2 separate regions of the Bombyx mori genome follow, and region 1 is linked to region 2. A link is a contact called in public Hi-C data. All regions are on one chromosome and are shown on one strand. The core of a region is the stretch at or near the end of the contact, and the rest is flanking DNA. Distances in the headings are between cores, read along the strand shown. Region 1 overlaps LOC101740482. Region 2 holds the start of LOC101740482.

Region 1 (4,233 bases), core at 1,274-3,773, 51 kb before region 2:
AAAAGAAAAAAAAATAAACTTTATTTGATCGTAATTAATTACAAAAATAGTTTTTTCTGCACATTTTATTTTATATACATTGAGAAATTCCGAATTAACACACAACCGCCTTGACAAGAAATTCAGGTAACTTAATTTTTTATTTTTGACGTTCCATTAAAAAAAATGGCGCGAAGTTTGACAGATGTCAAATCAAACTGAGGTATTATCTGTACACCGGATGTTTATGATTTCGGTAGGTCTAATAATGTCTCCCGCTTCTTGGACGAACTATTAAAGAACCCAAAGTACTTCATACCGCTATTATAAATTCATTAAAAACATAGTGATTTCAATATAAATATTGTGAAATGAAGTGATGAAGAAACAGAAATAATGATCTGGCTTAAAGGACTTTGTTTCTAAGCCAGTCAAATTTATTAAAAAAAATGATTTCGGTAGGTACATAGATATTTTTTAATTGAACTCGACTTCTTTAAGCGAGAACCGTCGATAGATCGACTCTGTTTTAATGCGTATAGAGTACGGAGCGTCGGAATACCGACTATTGCGCACTTCGATTATAGGTATTACGTATAGTCCTGTTCGGATGTTCGGACGTTTTTAATAAGTCAATAACACTTACAAATAACCATTTAAAATTGTAATTACTGTGAATTTAGCATTGATTTTTGTAATTTTTGTTAAAGGTAGATTTAAAAAAAACCCTTTATCAATTTCTGGAAAATATGTGAAAATAAGCTCAGTACTAAAAAAGTTAATATTAAATCTCACAGAGATCTCACCGATTGAAGAATTCAAGAGTAACAACTTTACCACTACACATTTCACGACGTGAATTTTCGCACATACAGACCCATTTCACAATTCTATATTTAAAAAAAAAAACTTTTTTGACAGCTTCAAATTGTTTTTAAGAACTAAGATCTCGGACCAAATACTGGTCATAACGTAAAATATTAGTAGATATACACGAATTTAAAAGCTAAAGTTTACTATTCATATATCTACCGTAAGATTTTCGTTTGTAACAACAGATTAGCCACGTATGACGTCATATACGTCGCAACATGATCTCTGAGGACATGAGTGGATGAAGGGGTATGATGCAATTTGTAAATTTTTGAGAAAACCGGCAACAAAGTTTTGTTACTTTTATTTATTTATTTTTATTGCCTAGATGGGTGGACGATTTCACAGCCCACCTGGTGTTAAGTGGTTACTGGAGCCAATAGACATCTACAACGTAAATGCGCCACCCATCTTAAGATATAAATTCTAAGGTCTCAGTATAGTTACAACGGCTGCCCCACCCTTCAAACCGAAACTCATTACTGCTTCACGGCAGAAATAGGCAGGGCGGTGGTACCTACCCGCGCGGACTCAAAAGAGGTCCTACCACCAGTAAAAAGGTGCACTTTGCACTTTATCTTTCGTCACATGCGATTTCTAAAAATAGCCTTTAGAGCCGAAGTTTTAAGGTCTAATATGCTCTAACATACGCTTTCATTCAACGTAAAAACTCAAAAATCTTAAAAACTGTACTTAACCCCTCATCCACTAATGTCTTCAATTATTATTAGATTTTATTGGGCGATTTAAAAAGATATATCATTGATTAATCACAAAAAATATTGATGAATTAAAAAATCCATTATAATGAGCAGTTAGATTGTCTTTATTGACAGTGTCGGGTTGTAGGTCTGCGTTATGTATTGACAATTGTCAATATATTAATATTTACGGGTGCGAATTAATCTTAGAGAGCCTGTATAAATTTACTGGGGAATTTAGGTTTTTTTTTTTGTTTCAATTCACACTTTTCAAATTATATTGCAAATTGAAATACAGTTCTCCAATAGCCAGGTTATATTCGCTGCTTAAGAGACCTCATCGAGAGCTCTTGAGGTCTCAAGAGAAGTCTCAAGCGAATCTCCATGATGGATCACGGTGGTATATATAAGACCTCGCCTTAAAAATATATAAAAATGTTTAATATAAAATACTTACTAAATTATGATATGCTCAAAAATTATTGTAAAAATGACAAAGTGTGAAACAAGGTTAATTTACGTTCATTGCGTTATTCTGACATTGTTAATAACATTAACAGATTTTCTAACAGCGTCAATGTCACATGTTATTGACAGTGATATTGTATTTTTAGAATTTTGATCATCGATTTTCACTTTCATTTCTTATGCTCTGTTATTCAAAGACAATTGTTTAATATAATTACAGATATTTTAACCGATTCAAAGCGGTTTTTGAATGTAAAAAAAAATGCTTACAGTTATTCCTTAACATACAGAAACTTGTGATATTCTATAAGTATCAAAAAATAAAACTTGATTGACTTAAAATATGTTTTCTTTAAAACTTGGAATTGGAACTTTTTCCAATTTTGATGGAATTGACAAAGCTAATTTCGCTTTGTACGCACAAAAGTTGATGCGAATTAACGATTATAATTGACCAGCTACGTCGAGAGATGTCGCTGGTACCGAAACGCATTTCGGTTCCTTTCCTGGCCGATAGATGGCGCTGTTAACAACTTTTTAGTCTCAAATTCCTACAAGGCACAACGAATTTTTTAATTGCGATTTTTCCTCGTGACGTCAGCTTCCTCAACGGCATTTCTTGAAGAAGTCCAGTATCTCGGGTGGATAGTTCTGTCTTGTTGTCGATTTGGCGGCCGAACGTGCATAATCGAAAGGCGAGACGAAGCTGCGAAGGAAAATCACAGTTTACTTCCTCCCGATCCACTAACGGTGCTTCTAGGTACCTCAAGCACCGGACATCGTTCTCGTCGAACCCGTCGCTTGCGGCGAAGGGCTCGATGATTAAATCAACCCACAAACGCAGCCCACTGAGTTTCTCGCCGGATCTTGTCAATGGGTCGCGTTTACGATCCATTGGTAGATTTTGCGAAGCACTGCTCTAGCTAGGGCTAGCAAGGTCGTCAGGTTAGAACCCCGTGAGCTCATTTACTTGTTAGGATTAGGCTGAAATGGTTTCTCAAGGCTATCAGCTAAAGTAGGAAAAAGAAAAAACTTACTGGCGGATCAGACTAGCTCGGCTATAGCTAGCAACACGAAGACATCGACATAATAATAATATATAAACTCCGATTATTTAAAAAAATATTACACGTTTCAAATATTGGTCTTTCAGCCCATAGAAGTGTACTACTGGACATAGGGCTCCACTAAGCCTCGCCGCAACGATAAGTCTTGTGCTACCTGCATCCAGCAAACCAGCAAAGCATGAGCTTATGCCCGGGCTGAAAGACTTGCCCTGAGACCGCCACCCTAAGGGGACGCTAGGAGATTTAACCCCAGGAGATTTATGTCGGAAGGAGTTTCCGTACGCACCTCCTATTGCGCAGATACGCGAGGTTCTTCCACGACTTCCTGTCCACGGTTTTGAATAGTAACAGCACCAGATGGAGGTCGCAGTTGATCGAGTTGACTGCTAGATGTATCGGTGTATCGCCGCCTTTGGAGTCCTGGAAACAAAAGAAAGCCGATATTAACGCAAAGAACCTTCTAGATTTGTTTTTGTATTCGAATCGAAGCGAGGACTTACGCCTTGCTGCAGATCAGCTCCGGAATGTTCTAGGAGCACGTGGGTGACGTGTATGCGGGGAGACTGTTTGCTGTGCAGGGAACAGCTGAGATGGAGAGCAGCTTGACCTGTTCGAGGATATAAGGTGGTTAATTATGGAGCTTGAGGATCTCTTGTTACTCTTGATGTAGGAGTTTCTGTTGAAGTTGGATGTCGTTCTAGGCTCAAATCCATTGGAAAGTGTGGTTTTTTTGAAGACTCTTTTTCTTTATTACCTATGTTAGTAGGTTCAAGGGGTTGGCCTAACTTCTAACACCTATCAAGAGCAATGCTTAGCTGAATCTACCACCGACTCGGAATCGCGACCCACTGAGAAGATCCGGCGAGAAACTCAGTGGGCTGTGTCCGTGGGTTAATTTACTCGCCGAGCATTCGTCGCGAGCGACGGGTTCGATAACGATGACCGATACCAAATCCCGTATTCATAGATGGCGTTACTATACTCACGGGTTTTCGGCCCCCTACTAATAGATGGCGTTACTCACCATCGCAATTAACGTGATTGACGTTGAATAGCGGCGGCTGTTCGCGATATTCGTTTCTCGTTATCTCGCTGAGCACCAGAGCGTAGGCGTCGCCGGCGCGGGCGCAAGCCGTGACCAGAGT
Region 2 (4,304 bases), core at 526-3,025:
ACGTAATAAAAACTTTAGGTTAGGTTAAGCTAAGCTATGCGCTTTTAATAAGTTTATATTTCAGGCAGTCCCATGTAATTTAATTGAAATCATATTTTCTTCGGAAACTAAAAAAGAAATAAGCAGCGCCTTTGTACATAATTTTCCTATTACTCTGTACTGTCTTCTTTTCTGTGTGTACATAAATAAATAAATAAATTATTAATCAGTGCTAACATGTACCTATTATTAACAATCATGACAGAGTTGATTAGATTTTTTTGGGCATAACGGCTTAGTCTGTGACTTCGAAACCCTGAAGAAAATACAAACTTTTTTTTTTTAATCAGTAATGTAATGCTGTTGGAAAAGTTAGCGGAATCGTCATGAACTTATTAAGATGAAGTTATTTGTTAAGGAAACTTATTAATATATTCCTTTTAATACTGTATAAACTATTATATGTATGTATGTGTGTATATATGTATATATACTTTTTTTTGTATGTATTCGTAACTTAATATAAATTTCATTGCACCTACCACTATTTACTCTGCACTACCTTTGGTTGACTGGTAGAGAATGCCTTAGGCATTAAGTCCGCCAATGTAAATTTTACATGAAGTGTAATAAATAAATAAATCAATAAATAATGTAGGTGATCAATGTACAATATAAATGAAGCCTTTAAATTATAAGGTAACATTATTAATCCACAAAGTTGTACTGAGGTAATACCAACGCTATATTTAAAAGCATTTTCCTGTATCAGTTCGAATAGCACACATCACACACATAATATATTCAATATACAATCAATGTCATTTAAAAGGAAGATCGAAGTTTTATTTTGTATGTATCGGATAAGGTATTGCTCATTTACATTAATAATTTACTGCCAATGTGTAAGTTCTGACGAAAATATCAAAAATAAACAAACTACTTTAATTTCGCTTTAGAAATTACGTAAAAAATCAAATCATAAATCGCCTTCGTATTCCCGCCATTTTTAAGACATTTTATAAGTCTAATTTCAAAATAATAAAAAACATTGTGTCGGAAATTAATATTTAAACGTTACGACAAGCAGACCAAGCAGCAAGGTTGAACACCGACGTGTTTTTGCTTAAAGATGTTTGGCGAATAAAAAGTGAAGGCGCGCTTTATTTAGGACACTCACCTCGTCTCGATCAAATCAAGTAGTTTTTAAGTGAATGAAAAAAATCAAAAACGTTTATTAACACAGCTAATACACACTTAAGCACTGCAATCCATTTATTTTTGGCACTTTTACGGGCACAAGGACACACGCACGCTTCTGAGAAACTTTTTGTTTTGATAATTCTTTGCGAAGCGCGTTCGATAACAAGCGTTGCGCACGGGCAAATCTAAGAATGACATCAGAGTCAGCATGTAGCGGTATGCGGGCTGCAGGGGGTTGGTGTTGCCGTGTTTTATTTTATTTTTAGGAACTCTTTTCTGTCAGATATATGGGGAATGTGAACGTTTTTGTTGATTTTTACGTTAATGAACTGATCCCAGATAATTAACCATAAATTTTGTATAAATTAAATTTAAAAAAATTAAAATAACTGAACATCGTAGGCATGCTGGAAACAGCATTTTAGCCTTAATGCAACCAAACACAAAGTAGCTTCTGCTAATAAATGTAAAATGTTGAAAACTGACCTTCGAAATATAAAATTCACAGAACAACACCATGAAAAACTAGCTTGTTCAAAATAAAATTAACATGCATTACTGAAATATGTTCTGCGTTAGCCACACATACCACATAACTATCGACTATCAAGCGGTCATGCGTCACTCACGAGCGAGACGGCTAGACCTGTGATAACAAAGGACAAAAAGAAACAGAAATAAGTACAAATTTATTCCTAGAACGATGCGAAAGTATAAACTTGTAGCGACGACCAAATAAGTCAAAGATAAACGTACTATTTCCAAGAATTAAAATTTTAAAATGCACTCTAACTTCATACTCTAAGTATCAAAGTTGCCAATACTATGTTATTGGGTATACGAGTTATATATACTATACTCCAGCTGATGATCTTTTATTATCACTTAAAATTAAATGCTACCAAAATTGCACATTTATTATTAAAACTTTGATTGAATTTATCATTACAGTATTCGCAACGTGCAATATTAAATACTCTATAAAGTTAACAGAATTAGATTTCTCTTGCATAGAACAAACACCAAAATAAAAACATTTTTAACAGTTCATTTGGCCTATACTTTTCACATTCACAGATTTGAATGCTCACGTCCTTACGGATCTAACAATCCAATAAATAACCTTTGCTTTAGACGCCTTCAGCTCCAACAATAGGAGCCGGCTTAGGAAGCCCGGTAACCGTACTCTTCGAACTCGCCGGATCTTCTCAATTCTTCTCAGCGGGTCGCGATTCCGATCCGGCAGTAGATTCATTCACAAACCAACTGCTCTTGAGTTGTTAGGTCTCCTTCAGAGGCGCTCGGGTAGCTGTTAGCAAATCCCACCCCCCTTGGCTGAGCCTTTGCTCACTCACCTGTCCTGGTGAAAGGCCTCCGGGCCACTAGTAATCTTTTAACCCTAAAAAAAATTTGAAAGCCAACTAAAATTAATTTTACGATAATTCTAATATTTAATAGTATCATGCCTGTATCATATATTATCATATCGTATCACAATGCATGTTTAAAATATCTAACTCCGACATGCCTGCCTAGGACATACATAAAAATAATGTAGGATGATAAGCCGTATGCAGTATTTTTTTGTTGCTATATCATTATGAATGGATGATCCGCCGGATTTTTAAATATAATTATGAGCAGTCTGTCTTTCCGTACTCTATGGTATTAAAAGTCGACGCGCCCATAGAGCTTCTTATTTTTTTTATACCATAGATGAACAAGGAGTAAAGCTCAATGTTGATTTTAATCAAAACGAATATCAATCCTTTGTTTTAAGCATCCGCAGAAGGTGGTATTCCGTCATTCAGAGCACTATCACTAGTATTTTAAGGGTATGATCGTTTAAGAACACTAGTATAATTTCGTTCTGTGTATTTCGCTGACTTTGACAGATGAACTCCCGAGTTACCTGCTGATAAGTTGCCAAATACCTAGGTCTTTACAACGCAGATGCGTTTCCACTCACATCGATACTTGGGGCTCAAGTATCCATAAAGAGCTGGGCAGGGCTCCGTTTGCAGAATTACCGCATAAACTTGATCAGATAGGGCTAACAGCGACTTTTATATGTGTGACGGATTTCGAGGTCAAAACGAGGTATGCGCTAACCTTGAAATGAAGGTGACGATGTGTTATATGGTGTATCTGTTCCCACGATTTTCGCTACGGTGATTGATTTAAATGACACAAAAATATTGATTCGATTTAGATTGATTTGCGCCTTCTACCGAGAACTCATCGCTTCACCGCAGAAATTGGCCAGATGGTAGGGCGATCTAACAATTCACTATGCCACAGACGAATAGCTAGTATTATAATACTTAAACGATCAATTTCATGAGGCAATTGATATTTCGTCTTCAGTTTTTTTTTTACGAGAAGCATCTACCTGATTAGGTTAGTCTGTGCACTGTGCCATTTATAATATTTGTCTGTGCGTTCACTAGAGATGTGCCTACTTGAGAAAGATGCTAGAAGGACAAAATTGAGAAAACTCCCTTTTATAAATTTGTTTTTCCATCTAACTCTATAACGTGGTAATTACCTTTAAAATATCACTAGGTAGGATTGAAATTTTGCAAAACATAAAAACATGAATTTTTAAAAATACTGTATTTAAAATAGGAGAATAAACAGTAACAATTGGCAATTGTAAGTCTAGTAAAAAAGGCTCAAACTAACAACCATATGAGTCGACTATTATCAAAGCCGGCAATGTGACTTTTGGACAATTATTGGTAAATCAGAAAAACGAATTATTGACTTTGTATTCCATTGGCAGTCACAAAACTCTTCTGAACGACATCTTAGATAAATAACAGGTTAACTATTAAGCTTTATTTAATGCAGGTTTTGAACCGTATTCTTTGAAGGAGACGATTATATTCAAATCAATATGTATTGACATATCAATATTTTTTTTTGTCCAAATGCACAGATTGCCACCTTTGATAATAGACGACTCATATATAATAACTTTTGTGACAACTTATCATGAACACAGACAACTAGACTTGAGTTGTTCTTTTCAATTATCGGGGGTAGAAGTGAGGAGCACCACCGCGGTGTATTAAAAAGTGTCAGCTGAAAGGGAGCCAATTAAGGTGGCGCCACAGTGG

What was found. Hi-C and Micro-C count contacts between places; a contact is called where the count stands out from the background.
Region 1: a Hi-C map of whole pupa shows a contact between it and region 2, with 3 times the contacts expected there. The contact joins the enhancer-like site here to the promoter of LOC101740482 in region 2. A contact is called at or near these places in 3 of 7 Hi-C or Micro-C datasets (all in whole pupa).

What each region holds. Positions count from the first base shown.
Region 1 is chr11:2,599,116-2,603,348 of ASM3026992v2, reverse strand. LOC101740482 reads right to left here. Exons shown (of 9, transcript XM_004922186.5): 6 at 4,113-4,233; 7 at 3,589-3,695; 8 at 3,375-3,508; 9 at 1-2,727. The coding sequence ends at 2,628. Among protein-coding and RNA genes, the nearest start is that of LOC105842074, 28 kb to the left of the region's middle. Within about 2 kb of position 2,523, at least 3 of the 8 cell types and tissues checked have open chromatin away from gene starts, as enhancers often do.
Region 2 is chr11:2,547,406-2,551,709 of ASM3026992v2, reverse strand. LOC101740482 reads right to left here and starts at 1,775. Exons shown (of 9, transcript XM_004922186.5): 1 at 1,160-1,775.